Regions from separate parts of the Mus musculus genome. Here all the other regions are linked to region 3. A link is a contact called in public Hi-C and Micro-C data. All regions are on one chromosome and are shown on one strand. The core of a region is the stretch at or near the end of the contact, and the rest is flanking DNA. Distances in the headings are between cores, read along the strand shown.

Region 1 (4,637 bases), core at 1,915-4,414, 200 kb before region 3:
ACCTTTTGGGCTGCTAGCTACTGATCACATCTGACCTGTCACGATGCTAGGTTAGCTGGGCAGGAGGAGGGGAACAGAGAGCTTCCCTGTTCCTGAGAGAATGGGGATGAGGGGTTGGGCAAGGGCTGCCCTGGGGAGAAGCCATGTCACATCCCATTAAGATCAGAGCCACAGGGCATCAACCACGGAGTGCAATCTCCAGCTCGCAGAAGGGGAGGAGGAGGGGACAAACAGTTGGCCTGAGGTCTCAGGGTGGCCACAGTGGGCCTGAGCAGTCCAGGTCCTCCATCTGTCAGGCAAGGCTCTTGCTGGTGGTCACAGCCCCAGGAGGCTTTGGTCTCCCTCTGCCCAGATTAGATGCGGACGGTGTTGATCCGCAGTGGTTGGACGTTCTTGCCATTGGCGTGGCTCTGGCCGGGGCTGAAGTAGGAGCAGAGCTTGCCAGGAAACTTCTCTCGGAAGGTGTAGAGCCAGGACATGTCATCGGCGTTGTAGAAGATGAGGAGGCCCTGGTCATAGTCCAGGAAGACGCCCACCTTGTCAAGCTTGTCACGGACGTTGAGCCTAGTCCAGGGCTCTGTGCAGGCGCTGTACTGGTTACCGTCATGCATAACGATGCAGTAGAAGCCGCGGCTAGGCTGAATCTGGATGCTGCCTTTGCGACTGGCAGCCTCATGGGCCAGCCCAATCACCCACTGGGTCTTCTCCGCCACCACCACCTCCCAGTAGTGGACACCGCTACTGAAGGCTTCAGAGCCCAGCACCGACACCTCTACGTCAAAGCGCTTTGGTGAGTCCTGCAGTGGTTGTGGGTGTAGGTTCCCGTAGGCCACGATGGTGCAGTCATCGGACAGGATCAGGCGCTGGTGGGCAGTGCCTGGGTCCATGGTCAGGGCAGCTGGCACTAGATGGGAGAGAGAGGAGGAAGGAGAGATCAGTGGAGAGAAGGCTGTAGACCCACTATCCACTATCCCTGGGGAGAGGGTCCTGGTTGGTGTCTGGAAGGCTGCTGACCTACTGTGTGCCTGCCCTCTTGTCTGTTTCTTCCTCCTCTGCAAAATAGAGCAGCCTACCATCTTTGCACCAGGATACAGGGGTGTTAACCGATGGCTACTCGGTCGCTAGTTGATTCCCAATGCAAAGAGCACCAGCAATAAGGGAGTTTCAGAGCTGGGAGGGAGCGTGAAGATTAGCCGGGTGATACTGCCCCCTAGAGGACAATCTGGAAATGTGTGTCTCTAAGACCAGCGGGATGGGGTCAGCTTGCCTCAGGAGGGACTGTTCACGCCCACCACTGAATTCCAAATGCCCTGCCGGACATGCAAGTGGTCGAGAAATCTTTTTATGATGATCTTAAAGTACAACCTACCTCCATAGTTATGTATAAATGTGAGACCATTTTTGTTTTTGTTTTCTAATTTTAAAACACATTGAGGGTTTTGGAATGCAGTGACCGAACCAGGGGAGGCTACATTTTATGGAACTAAGAGTCACTTGCTCTTTTGGAAAATATATCTCTAAGGGTAACACCATCGACACAGACAACCTCCTGAATGCTGTTTCAGTTACAATATGAGCACCTGGTTGCGTTGTATTTTCCAGTGTAACTCTGCACAAGCTTCTACATACTGACATTCAAAATATTTAATTATGAACTGGGGGGGCATAGATCAGTTGGCAAAGTCCTTGCCTGGCATGCACAAAGCCACAGGTTTGATTCCCAGCCTCATAAACCTGGGCCTGGTGGAATATTCCTGTAATTGAAGCACTCTGGAGGTGGAGGCAGGGGGACCAGAAATTCAAGAACATCTTCTCTTCCACAGTGAGTTTGAAGCCAGGCTGTGGAGCACGGAGTGCTGTCTCCAAAGAAGTCTAGCTACAATCCCCTTTATATCATGGTCAGTTGTTACAAACACACATGTACCTTATTGTACATACACGTATATTAAAAAGGTTTTAGGTATGATCCTAGATTTTAAATTTTGTTATTTAAAAAAATAGACAATATGTCCCCCCGAGGTTGGAAATCTCTAATCCTACTAAACTCTTCCATTTGACAGACAGGAAAATTGAGACCCTCAGGAGCCCTGACTGATCTTAAGTCAAAAGATGCCGGCAGAGCTGGAACTATTGAAGGGCACCCAGCCCCTGGCACCTGGCCAGAGCCCACCTCTTCATTCAGGCCCAGCTCCTTTGCTTCTGTTGTCTACCCCACCCCCACCTCCCCTACATCCTCTCTGCCGAGATCACCCAAAGAGGCTCTTTCAGAGGCCCACCCTCTGAGAGCCTTCATGTTGGAGGAATGAGCTGGTTTCCAGATTAGCCTCTGGGACTCGTGCGCTCTCTCTCTGTGCCACTCTCCCAAACAGGGTATGGCCCTCTGAGCAAATTTCTCACTGGCTTTGCACCAGAGGCCAAGGCCCAGGTTGCGGTGATCTCAGCTCCTCCTTGAGAGTTCAGTGGTGAGCACGGAGCCCAGCATGGGCAGGCTTCCGGGCACTCACATGTACTCGCCTCTGAGTGCTGAGCCCGTGGTGCAGGTTGGGTCACCTGGTTCTGAGCTGGCCATACCGGCTTAGCAGGTCTGATTTGACAGTCTCCCGAACTCTTGTCAAGATCTCTGGTTTATACCTCCTGTTTACTCTGATAACCCCCTCCAGGGACAGTGAGAACCTGGGACTGGCACTTCTCAGCTACAGGAGTCTCTCCAGGCCAGAGCATGGCAGAGGGGAGAAAGAACTGGGGGAAGCAATGGACTATGGCTACAGTTCCTCAGAGCCAAGGATGTCTCCCAACTCCCTGTCTCTTTCCTTCTCATCGAGAGCAGGGTCACGATGGCTCTAGCCCAGGACCCAGTCAGTGCCTCTGCGGGCTCTATCTGCAGAGAAATAAGACGCCCCAAGGCTTGTGGCAGTCCCACTAGGCATCATGTTTCTAGTCTGTCCAGCATCATGTTTCTGGTGCATCCCTAACAGGCTGCTTGCTGACGTGCATGGAGCTTCTTCAGGGAGCTAGGTCACGGGTCATTCACTTCTGCCTCTCACGCTTCCTCAGAGCGCAGAGAGCTGTGTGGGAACCAGGAGCCCTGGGTCTAGAGGGGCCTGTGGAACAATCCTTTGTTAAAGGATGTAAATGGGGAGGTTAATGGACACACACATGAACTGTATTCTGTATTCTGTCAGTCCCTGGGCAGTTAGTCAGAACAAGAAAGGTCCTGTCCTGTGCAGTGTGAAGAACTCCCACAGTAAGAGGAAAGGCTAGAAGGATGTGTGAGTGTGTGTGTGTGTGTGTGAGTGTGTGTGTGTTTGTGTGTGTGTGTGTGTGTGTGTGTGTGTGTGTGTGTGTGTAAGAAACTAATTAGATACAGATGTTGCATCATTTACACTACAGACTGGGATCCGTTGGGGTGGAGTGGATGTGGGGATGCTTAGGGCTCCGGGGAAAACACCAGCAGTAGGGAATGGCAGGCTCCTATATCCCAGGTGCCTAGGAGGGTATAAGGAGATGGTAGTGGGGAGACCCCAGGGGTCAAGGAACAGTCAGGGGGATACTGGCAAGCAGCATGAAGACTCAGCCTGACTCTTTGTTTGTTTGTTTGGTTGGTTTGGTTTTTTTTTCGAGACAGGGTTTCTCTGTGTAGCCCTGGCTGTCCTGGAATTCACTCTGTAGACCAGGCTGGCCTCGAACTCAGAAATCCAACTGCCTCTGCCTCCCAAGTGCTGGGATTAAAGGTGTGCGCCACCACCCAGCTTCAGCCTGACTCTTAAGTCTGTGTAGGACATTGTGGGTCCCTTCCAGAGCCACTGCTGAGTGGGTCGGGCTCCTGGTGGTTCTGAGACCAGTGTGACAGTGAAGAGCATGTGGGCCGGGGAAAGCCTGACCCGGCTGAGTCCTGCGTAGAGGAGAGCAGAAAATTCATCCTCTGCGCCGCAGGTCCTGATTCTCCAGGGATGGGGCCAGCTCCTTGGGGCTGGGGCTGGGGCTGGGGCTGGGGCTGGGGGTGGGGCTGGGGCTGGGGCTGGGGCTGGGGGTGGGGCTGGGGCTGGGGCTGGGGCTGGGGGTGGGGCTGGGGCTGGGGGTGGGGCTGGGGCTGGGGCTGGGGCTGGGGGTGGGGCTGGGGCTGGGGCTGGGGCTGGGGCTGGGGCTGGGGCTGGGGCTGGGGCTGGGGCTGGGGCTGGGGCTAGGGCTAGGGCTGAGCCTGACAGTTTCCCTAGGATAGAGGCATGGCCTGACTCTGAGTGTCCTTTGCACTCCGGAGATTGTGAGGCTACAAGTTCTCCCATCTCGTCTTAACAGAGAGTCCTATCTCCAGAACTCGAAGGTCTCCCTGAAGCTGGCAGAGGCAGTGGCCTTCAGAGGGAGCAGTTAGGGACCTGAGAGGCACCCTGGCAGCTCCCCTTCCCGCTACTCCAGGTACCCTCTGGAGAGCGGCGAGACCCTGAGGAACCAAAGCCTTTCCCCAGGCTCGCTCAGGTCAGAGGTCACCTCTAGCTGTGACATTCCGACATTCATGATTTATAAACCAAAGGCTGGGCCCGAGGCCTGTCTCCTCTACAGGTATGTCCCGAGGCTCTCAAACCTCTCTAAGGCCTTGGGTCAGAAGGCACCCAGGAAGGGTCACAGATTTCCAGGCTCCA
Region 2 (4,878 bases), core at 2,162-4,661, 130 kb before region 3:
TCCCACTGTATTGTTGATTGCGTGAGTAATAACAGGATTGTTATTACTGTTGTTACTGCCCGACCACTGGGCAGCTTACTTTGTCTGCTGTTTGGTTTCTAATGGTCCTGGACAATAGCATTTCCCAATGAATGTAAGGTACAGAGATGTTAAGTGAGGTAGCTTTGAAAAGTCACACAGCCTCTCTCTCTCTCTCTCTCTCTCTCTCTCTCTCTCTCTCTCTCTCTCTGTGTGTGTGTGTGTGTGTGTGTGTGTGTAGGCCAACGGTTGCCATCAGATCCCCAGTTCCTCTCTAGTTTTGAGACGAGGTCTTTCACTGACTCTGGAGTGCTTCCATTCCTTGCCATGACTGAGGGGCAGCAGGCTCCAGGCATCTTCCCATCCCCGTTTCCTCAGTGGTGGGATGCGAGGTACTTGCCTCTGCACACGGCCTTTTAAGCCGACACTGGAGCTCTTTACTCAGGTTCTCATCCTGTCAATGCAACCCCTTCACTGACAGAGGCATCTCTGTAGCCCCCTCTGAAACTTCCTCTCATAGCTCCAGAGCACCACAGTCCCAGTTCACCGTGGTCATCATCACCCGTGTGGCTGTTTCCAAGTCTCCCTAGCTGGAGGGCGGGCTCATCGTGGCCAGCTGCATGCTGGGTTTCCATCTTCTCTGAGTATCCACCACAAATGGCTGTCCTGCCAATACATGTCAACTGAGTGAGTGAGTGACAGTCCCTGAGCTGAATCCAGGATGCACTGGGGACACGCTGCCACTGCCATACTGTCCCCACCACCATGCTGTGCCCACTGCTGTATTGTACCTATTGTCAGGCTATGGAGCTTGGCCCCATTGGACAAATGAGGCCAGTGGAATCCTGAGAGAGCCAGGCCTCGGTCAAGGGCACATAAGGAGCCCGTGGGCAAGTGAGAACCTGTGTCCAGGTCACAGTGCTTGCTTGCCTGGACCCTCTCCACCACTCTTGTGAGTCCTGATCATCATATTCTAGTCTCCACTCCTGGGAAATCAACTTTTTTACTTCTCACACATCGATGGAGACACATGGTGTTTGCCTTTCTGAGTCTGACTTACTTCACTTCACACAGCATCTTTCAGTTCCATCCATGGTCTGCAGAAGACAGAATTTCCTTCTTTTTATGGCTGAGTAATATTCCATGATACATATTCTATTTTCTTTCCTTACTGTTTTAGTTAGGGTTTCTATTGCTGTTTTGAAACCCTATGACCAAAAGCAAGTTGATAACAAAAGTTTATTTAGCTTAGACTTCCATATCACTGTTCATCATTGGAGGAAGTCAGGACCAGAATTCAAACTGGGCAAGCACCTGGAGACAGGAGCTGATGCAAAGGCCAGGGGAGGGCTGCTGCTCACTGGCTTGCTCCACATGGCTCTCTCAGCCTGCTTTCTTATAGGACTCAGGACCACCACCCATGACTCTGAGCGTCCTCCCCTATCAATCACTAATTAAGGAAATGCCTTACTACTGGCTTGTTTACAGTTTGATCTTTTGGAAGCTTTTTTTTTTTTTTTCTAGCTTGGGTCAAGTTGACATAAAACTAGCCAGTACACCCAGTTATCCATCCACGGATACCTTGGCTAATTTACCATCTTGGCTGTTGTAAATAGTGTTGTAATAAACACATCAGTGCAGAAGTCTGTGTAATACGCAGATTTAATTCCTTTGACATTGTAGGCTGGCTGGACATCTTGATTATTTTTCTAGTTCTCTGAGCATGTTGTTTGTTATCTGCACAGTGTAGGATAGCTCCTTAGCGAAGGCATGGGATTTTGGTCCTGTTCCCAGAAAGCTAAACACTCCGAGGGCAGGCTACGATCTGACAGTCATGATTGGCCGGTGTTTCTATTCCTCCTGTCGTGAGAAGCATGTGACCTCGTCATGGCCAATGAGATGCAAGGGGAGACTTTCAGTCAAGGATGTCCTCCTGCCAAGACACAACAAAAGAAAACTCCTTCTTCATTGAACAGTGGTCACATCTGCAGACAAAGGCAGACACTGCTCCATTCACGCTCTGATCATAAGGAAATGTTATCAGTGCGTGAGGGAGGCTGGCTCCTGAGAAGATCAAGTCACCAAATTTCTCCCTGCAATTTCACGAATTCCTTACAGCTCAAACCAAGGTGGCTGGGGTGGGGTGGGGTGGGGGTGGGGCTCTTCGGTTCCTTGCTGCTCACAGTCTCCCGAGAGGTGGGAGGGAGCCTACAGGTTCCATGGTGTTTATCTACTTACCTGTGTCTCTGAGTTCTGGTTTCTCATTTCAAGGGTGGTGTGAGGTGGAGGTGAAGCTCCCGCTACAGGCGATGGAGAGCCTCCATGTTTGACGTCTGACCAACCACTAGACTGCCTGCATCTCTGCTCTTACTGCCTATATACAAAGAGATATTGAACACCCCGACATGTGCAATTGTGACGGCTATATAAGTGTTCATACACATCAGCATGCTTAGCAGAATGGCTGACAGACACACAGTCGGGACTCTGTCAGTTCTACCCCTTGTCATCTCTATCTCTACACTCAAAGCTGTTGGCTTTTGGCAGGCATCTACTGTCTGACTGTTGCCTCAGAAGACAGGTTGCTGGAACTCAGCTCCCTATGGCCCTGAAGTGACCCAAAGGCCAGCTCTGTTAAGGCTCTGCAACCTGACACGCTTAGGCTCAGCTTCTAGCTGTGTGACCTGGAGCAACTGTCTTCACCCTCCTGAACTTCCACTTCCTCATCTGGGAAACCATGAAACAATACCCCACCCCCACCCCCCACCCCCGAAAGATTGTGTCTGTGAAGGATGCGCCTGGCACCAAGCCCGGTATATGCGCAGCGTAATTTTTTGCCAAGGGCCACATCAGAAGGAAGAATGTTAGGGAATTGGCTTCGGTCCACTTAAAATCTCAAAGAATAAAGAAGTCTTTGTGACTTAAAGGATCCCTGTCTCCTGCTTGGACGGTCCAGATCCCAGACCATCCAGGGGCCTTTGAACTCGCTTGGCTTTGGCAGGAAGTGGACCCCCTCCACAGCAGAGAACTAGCCTTCCCTGCAGGCTTCCTGCTGAAAGAGCAAAAACAGAAGGAACGGTGGTGGTGTTGGGGGTTGGATCCTGGTCCTAACTTGTCCGTGCTGGCTCCCTGCGTGACCTTGACTGGATCTCTCATGATTCCTCGAGCCCTGTCTGTTCAGTGGGGTCAGACTCCGTGACCTCAGCAATCTCTCCTGGAGAAGGCGTTCTGGGATGCAGGAAGCCAGACCCCCTGGCTGTTGGGGAGATCAAAGGGTGTCTTCCCAGAGGAGGCCTTACAGCTGCTTGCCCTCTGAGTAGCTCTTGGCTTCCTGCTCTGCACAGGGCCTGCTGTGCAGCCCTGGGAACAGCAGAGGCCTCTGCTGACGTCAAATGTTGTGTTTCCTCAATCTTTTTGCCCCAGTCCTGAGTCACAGGGTTGAGATTCTTAATCATGGTTTTCCCTCCTGTGCTGTTGAGTTCTAGAAACATCTGTGTGGACCTTAGGACACTGTCTTCTTTACACTTCTAAAACCATTCATTATTTCTTTGTGGCTAATACTCATTTATACTCTGACTGGCCATTGAGACCAAATGGTGTCTTCACGCCTGACTTCTTGTCAGTAGGAGAGTTCTCTGGAAGGGTTTGATAGGTTGGTTACATGGCACAGGCTAAGCAGTCAAACAATACAGATATGGGCGTTCTGGAGAGGTCGAGGACACCATGGCTCCCTTGGTCCAGGAAGCTGGATGCTTTAGCAGTCTTGAGGTAGTGCTGAAAGCCTGGAAGATTCCAGAGAAGCCCTGGTCTTCAGGCTACCTGGGAAAACCGGAAAAGCCCGCAAACAGAGCAGCTGCTCACGCCAACAAGGAGCAGAAGGCAGAAAGTGGCCCCTTCACCCCTCAGACTTCTTCACACTGAGCCACCCTTGAAGGGAAAATCCTCTTTGAGAGAGGATCCTCTTCCCCCTAGGCAAGCCTTCCTGCAACTGACCTCTCACACGGCCCAGAGGCATGTCTTTTAGCTGATTCTAGATTCAGTCAAGGTGACAATTGTTAGTCTAGGTTCCGCCCCACAGTTACCTGGCTGTAGGTGTGCCTGACTCACTATAAAAGCGGCTGCTTGCCCCCTCCTCTCTCTCTTGCTCTCTTACCCTCTCCGCCCCCCATTTCCTTCCCCCCCCTCCACATGCTCATGGCCAGCCTCTACTTCTCTTCTCTCTCTCCCCCTCTCTCTCTCCGCCTTTCTCTCAACCCCCCTCCCATGCCCTGAATAAACACTATTTTATGCTGGTCCCTCAGGGGCAGGGATGCCTTAGCACGCCCGCAGAGGCACACCCTTCCCCCACACCTTACTGTACCTCCACCAAACACATCCCCTCTCTCCTTCCCTTTCTATAAACCACAACAACGATCATCCCCCATCCTGCACCTCAGCTGGCCGTCCTCTCCTGACTCTGCCCAACACTCCGAAGTCTTTATACCTGCTGGGCTAAAGACAGGGCTGGCTCTTTACTCTGGCATTTTCTGAGGTAACAGAGACCCAGGTATCCTTTGGAAGGTCTCCACCAAGCTCTACTAGGCTGAGCCTAGCCTGAGACCTGCCTCCTGTACTTTGCTTTTTTTTTTTTTTAATCAGTGGTACTCTACTCGCTAAAACACAGGAAACAGACTTCCTTCAGGGCCATCACAGAGGATAGAACCATTATGGTGGGATTGCAATGGGGAAGAGGGTAGACTCATGCAAATACAGTGGGAACAAGAGGGGATTTATAGATAAGGAACGGGCAGAGTCAGTGGGGAGAACATGATTAAGAGGAAAAAAACATCAGGGGAAGCTGGAGCTTAAACCGAACTAACT
Region 3 (4,449 bases), core at 305-2,804:
TCTGTTGTTGAATTGCTCACACTTTTTCCTTCGACTAGAAAGTTTGTTTCCAGGCTTCCAGAGCTCTTGGCAGATTTTCTCATTCACAGCCAGTGCTGGGAGGTTCAGTGGGCAGGGCCGGGGGCTAGTCAGAGGCCACTGATTCACCCCCATTTGCAGAATGAATGGGCCCAGCAAACAATCAGCTTTTTTTTTTTTTTCCAATCTTCTAAATTTACTCTCAAGTGTGGAGATCCCAGGCTCCTGTCCACGAGGTTAGGGGGTCCTTCCACTCTCCTGCGGGGCTCGGAGCTTGGACACAGAACAGGCCACAGTGTCACCCTCCTTTACCTCCCCAGCCTCTGGGAACTCAGAGGAGTCAGAAAGCTTGCCCATATAAGTTAGCCAAGGCCTCCTGAAGGATTAGAGTCAGCTTCCTGCCTCTCCTCTGCCTGTGGCTCTCCCAAGCTCTGGCTGGCCACATCCCTTTCACTAACTTTGGGGATCCCAAAATAGTCCATCTACCAGTCCCCACCCATTCAGGGCTAAGGCTGTGACCGGTTCCCGGAGCCGGGGCTGTGTCGGTGCAAAGGCTTAACCCTAGGGATGTGGTTTCTAAAGTCAGACTAAGCATGAACCGGAGCCTGGGGCTGGCAAACACCCCAGGACTGGGAGGGGACAGGGAGTCTGGTGTCCTAACGCACATATGGGAAGGAACGTTTGGAAGCTTTGGAGGGCTCTCTTGATCCATAACCCAGACTTCATCGTGCTGGGACCTTACCTGGTGCAATGAGCGGGTGAGTAGCCACAGCAGGAACTGCCCGGCCAGGCCCTGGCCGGCCCTCCATGTTGCAGTTACCATCTCCTGCCTTGAGTGTCTCTGGCGCATTGTCAGTCCCACTAGGCTTGGCACCCGCAGGGGAACCCTGAGCCATGGTCCTGCCCTGTGGTGGGGCAGGCAGAGGCTGGCTACTGCTGGGTGTGGGTTTCAGGGCCAAGCTGGGCAGGACAGGCTGGGTGGGGGGAGGGCCCGAGGCTGCTGCTGCTGGTGTCTGCTGGGTGCGAAGCGTCAGGTTCTGTACCTGAAAAAGAGGGGCCCCGTGAGAGTCCAGAGAATGCAGGCCGGGGCAACAGCAACACACACCTGAGAGGGAGTTAGGGCAGATCCAGGACTACAGACATGAAAATGGTTTCTAGACGGAGCGAGTGAGAGAAAGAGAGATAGAGAAGAGACACCAGAAAGAGAGACGCACGGGGTGGGTAGTTAGGGGCTGAAAGAGAAGCCCGGAGTGGGTGGAGTTTGTAAAGAACACAGGAAGTATGGTTAGTGATCAGAACTGAATTCTGGGGCTGCCCGGCTGGGGCAGACAGGGGCAGGGAAGCCAGCGCCTTTCGTTCCCCACCCCTGACACTATCGGGATTCGTTGCATCCTACTGCGGCAAAGCACGGTATGGAAAAAAACAGAACAAGACTGACAGGCAAAGCAGAGGCTCAGCTTGTCCTCACAGTCAGGTTAACGCCAGGTCGTTTCCAAGACAGCCGCATGCTTACTCAGCCTGGTCCCTGCTGCCCTCTGCTGGACAATGGGGGGCAGTGCCGGACTCATAACCTAGCTTCTCCATCCTCGAGCTTGGGTCCCCCTTCTGGAGATGGCGTAGGAAGACAGACTGAGTAAGAGGTCCGTTCTCAGGTTCCCACAGACGTCTCACACAGAATAGCTCCTCTGTGCTGTAGCAGAAGGCCGGAGGCCAGCACCCATACCGTTCCTTCTCTCCGTATGCCCCTGCCTCTGATCCCCTCCCCTCAGTGCTGGCTCACGGTGCTCTCTGCTGCCTACCTATATTCAGAGGAGCCAAGAGGTGCTGAGGCCAGCTGGATGGTAACGAGCGAGTCCATTTTCTTATTGCTTCATAGACGAGTCCTACCACTGCCAGCACCCCTGCCCCTCTATGAGCTGCCCACCCCCCTGCCCACCCACGAGCCCGGGGTCCTCACCTGGGCAGGGGTAGGGGGCCGAGCAGGGGAACCAGTGCAGAGCTCAGGCTGAACAGTAGCGACGGTGGCCGTGGGCGTGAAGATGAGCTGAGGGGACAAAGGAACAGAGGGCCTAGGCTCCTAGCTACCTGCACCAAGTTACCTAGCTGGGTCTGGAATCACAGGGAACGAGGCACCTTTTACCTGCCCAGTGTAGGCTGAGCCACAGGGGAGAGCAGTTTAGCCAGGGGATGGCTAAGCAAGCGGGACCCTTGTTCTGAGGGACTCTGTTGCCTCAGAATCTGGCACTGTCTCCTCAGTCCTGTGAGGAGGAACCTTGGGCAGCTGTCATAGGCTGATCTTCCAGGTCTAAGATAGCTCTGTTCCCCAGGGCTAGATCGGAATAAGATTATCTTTCAAAAAGGATTAAATCGGTTTGCACAGTGGTCACTTTCTAGTCAAGCTCTGATTCAGCGGGGGTGGGGAGGGGAGTCTGGAAGCAGCAACAGCAGAGGAAGGAGATGGCCTGGAGCTACGGTGACTGCGTCTCATCTGGAGGGGTGCAGGTAAAGAGGCAGCACTGGCTGGCACCTTGACCTCTGTGTGGCTCTGTCTCTGCATGCATGTGGATAAGCTGGTGTCGGGGCAGGGGGCCTCCTTCATCTCAGTGCTGGGGCCTCCTGGATCACTCCCTCTGTGTACATTCTGCTCTCAGAGGGCAGCAGATGGGCATCAGGACCCCAGTGGGGACATAGAGTAAAGTGGAGTGTGGCTGCCAGTTGGCTGGGGACATGGAAGTCCAGTCATATGCTGTCTGAGGCATTGCCTGGGAAGGGGAAGAGTACCCGCAGCGACAAGCTCGGAGTCAGGAAGAAAAACTAGGGAACAAGATCAGAGCAGCCCCCGGTGTGATGCTCTGGCCTTAACAGCAAGGCAGGGAGGGACTACGCTGTCTTCAGGATGGTGTCATCATGGGTAAAAGAGAAAACCAGCTTCTCTTCAGCCTGGGCGGCACGGGCGGCACGGGCGGGGACTTGTCGGTTGGAGCCCACCACGGTTACGTGGTTGCTTCCTAGTCTGCTGTTCCCAGACCTAAGGACCCCTTAGGGGCAGACAGTGCCAGGTCAGGTATGTTCTACATGAAATAGAACGGGGCAAGCTGAGAGGACTGTCCTGGGAGCCAGCTCGTCTCTGTGGAGCAGCTAGAATCTGTCTGCTCACCTGTGAGTTCTAGGCACCACCTGGGCATGCATCCTGCCCCGTCTCCCTAACTTAGTTCTGAGATGGGCAGGGAAGGGAGGCACTGTAGGGTGACTTTCCCTGGCTCCATCTTGGACCTGACCCTCCCTGATCCCTACGGCTGCCCACTCAGCCCTCAGGCTTCTTCCACCCCCTTCTTCCTGCTCCTGGTTCCTTGCGATCTCTGCTCCTTTCTCTAATCTCCTATCTTTCCTGATTGTGTCCCTGAAGTCCAGGAACACACCCAGGACGCACATACTCACCATCTGCGCCCTGAGGTACATCTGTGCTTGGCTGGCAGTCAGGGCAGGGGAGGACGTGTTGCCCAAGAGCACGGCCTGCTGGGCAAGGCCCGAGGCTGCGGCTGAATTGACACTCTGTGCCCGGTTGATAAGCTGGGCTGCTGCCGGGGAGGCTGCCAGATTGAGCTGATGAGAGAGATGTGCACATCAGAAAACAGGAGGCTGGGCTAGCAGTGTCCCAGGAGGCCAGGCAAGCAGTCCCCTGTATTTTGCCTCCCTCTCTCCTGTTCTATGGCCTACGTGGCGGCCTTTAGGACCATCTCATGCACTTGGCTCTGGGTGGTTCCTCTAACTTTGCCCCAGAGCTGGCTTGGACACACAGCTGCGGGCTGGACCCTATGGTGCAAGCACAGTTAGCAATTGAGCCTTGACACCAGAAAGATGATGGGGTGTTAATAGCAGAGCTAGAAAGAGCACACCCATTTTTTTCCTGGCAGGAGCAACCGATCCCAGCTATGACCCTACATGGCTAAGGCATCCCCACAGCTGGATCCAGATAGTAGGGAGAATCGTAGGCAACAGGCAGTCCATGGATGTGGACTCTGCCGGCCATTCCCATACCATACTCACTGAAGAAGACTGGGCAGGAGCCTGTGAGGACACACTGCTACCGGGAGTACTTCCTTGTCTGTTGGCCACCAGGCTTGCCTGGAAAAGGACAAACTTTGGTCATTAATGTCTTCCACCTCAGTGATTTGCGGACCCCGATTTTCTGGGAAGTGCTCTGAACAGCGATCGGGAGAGCAGCCCCATTGCCCTCATCCACACGGGCTTGGCCTCCTGACTCACAAAGGGCCAGGATTAACTGAATCTGTGGCGGAACCATTGAGAGCACAGCTACTCTGACAGTTGGCCATCACCACTGCCCAGCAAACAACTCCAGCTCTCTCCAGACCTCCGTCCCTCCGCCCCACCTACTCCATCCATGAGGCCACTGGCATCACATGAGAGCCT

The links. Hi-C and Micro-C count contacts between places; a contact is called where the count stands out from the background.
Region 1: a Micro-C map of palatal mesenchyme shows a contact between it and region 3, with 2.5 times the contacts expected there. The contact joins two enhancer-like sites. A contact is called at or near these places in 3 of 15 datasets of contacts at CTCF or cohesin (the NIH/3T3 cell line, embryonic stem cells and pro-B cells), 3 of 484 Hi-C or Micro-C datasets (cerebellum, embryonic stem cells and palatal mesenchyme), 15 of 115 datasets of contacts at active chromatin or transcription factors (T-cell acute lymphoblastic leukemia, craniofacial prominence, differentiating embryonic stem cells and 9 more) and 5 of 9 other capture datasets (adipose tissue, embryonic stem cells, embryonic tail and 2 more).
Region 2: a Hi-C map of the HPC-7 cell line shows a contact between it and region 3, with 3 times the contacts expected there. The contact joins two enhancer-like sites. A contact is called at or near these places in 4 of 39 promoter capture datasets (the 3T3-L1 cell line, embryonic stem cells, liver and 1 more), 5 of 484 Hi-C or Micro-C datasets (the HPC-7 cell line, Kupffer cells, bone marrow-derived macrophages and 2 more), 7 of 115 datasets of contacts at active chromatin or transcription factors (Th17 cells, bone marrow-derived dendritic cells, bone marrow-derived macrophages and 3 more) and 4 of 9 other capture datasets (adipose tissue, embryonic stem cells, liver and 1 more).

Annotation. Positions count from the first base shown.
Region 1 is chr4:128,905,303-128,909,939 of GRCm38.p6, reverse strand. Trim62 (tripartite motif-containing 62) reads right to left here. Exons shown (of 5, transcript NM_178110.3): 5 at 1-904. The coding sequence ends at 354. Among named protein-coding and RNA genes, the nearest start is that of Gm33901, 9.7 kb to the left of the region's middle. Within about 2 kb of position 3,164, at least 48 of the 459 cell types and tissues checked have an H3K27ac peak or open chromatin away from gene starts, as enhancers often do. A contact at or near this core is called in T-cell acute lymphoblastic leukemia and palatal mesenchyme, where this site is marked.
Region 2 is chr4:128,838,459-128,843,336 of GRCm38.p6, reverse strand. No RefSeq gene overlaps it. Among named protein-coding and RNA genes, the nearest start is that of Zfp362, 35 kb to the right of the region's middle. Within about 2 kb of position 3,411, at least 160 of the 459 cell types and tissues checked have an H3K27ac peak or open chromatin away from gene starts, as enhancers often do. A contact at or near this core is called in the HPC-7 cell line, adipose tissue and bone marrow-derived macrophages, where this site is marked.
Region 3 is chr4:128,708,671-128,713,119 of GRCm38.p6, reverse strand. It overlaps Phc2 (polyhomeotic 2), which reads right to left. Exons shown (of 15, transcript NM_001195130.1): 4 at 4,066-4,143; 5 at 3,457-3,621; 6 at 1,976-2,062; 7 at 761-1,061. Among named protein-coding and RNA genes, the nearest start is that of Gm33712, 17 kb to the left of the region's middle. Within about 2 kb of position 1,554, at least 184 of the 459 cell types and tissues checked have an H3K27ac peak or open chromatin away from gene starts, as enhancers often do. A contact at or near this core is called in the HPC-7 cell line, T-cell acute lymphoblastic leukemia, adipose tissue and 2 more, where this site is marked.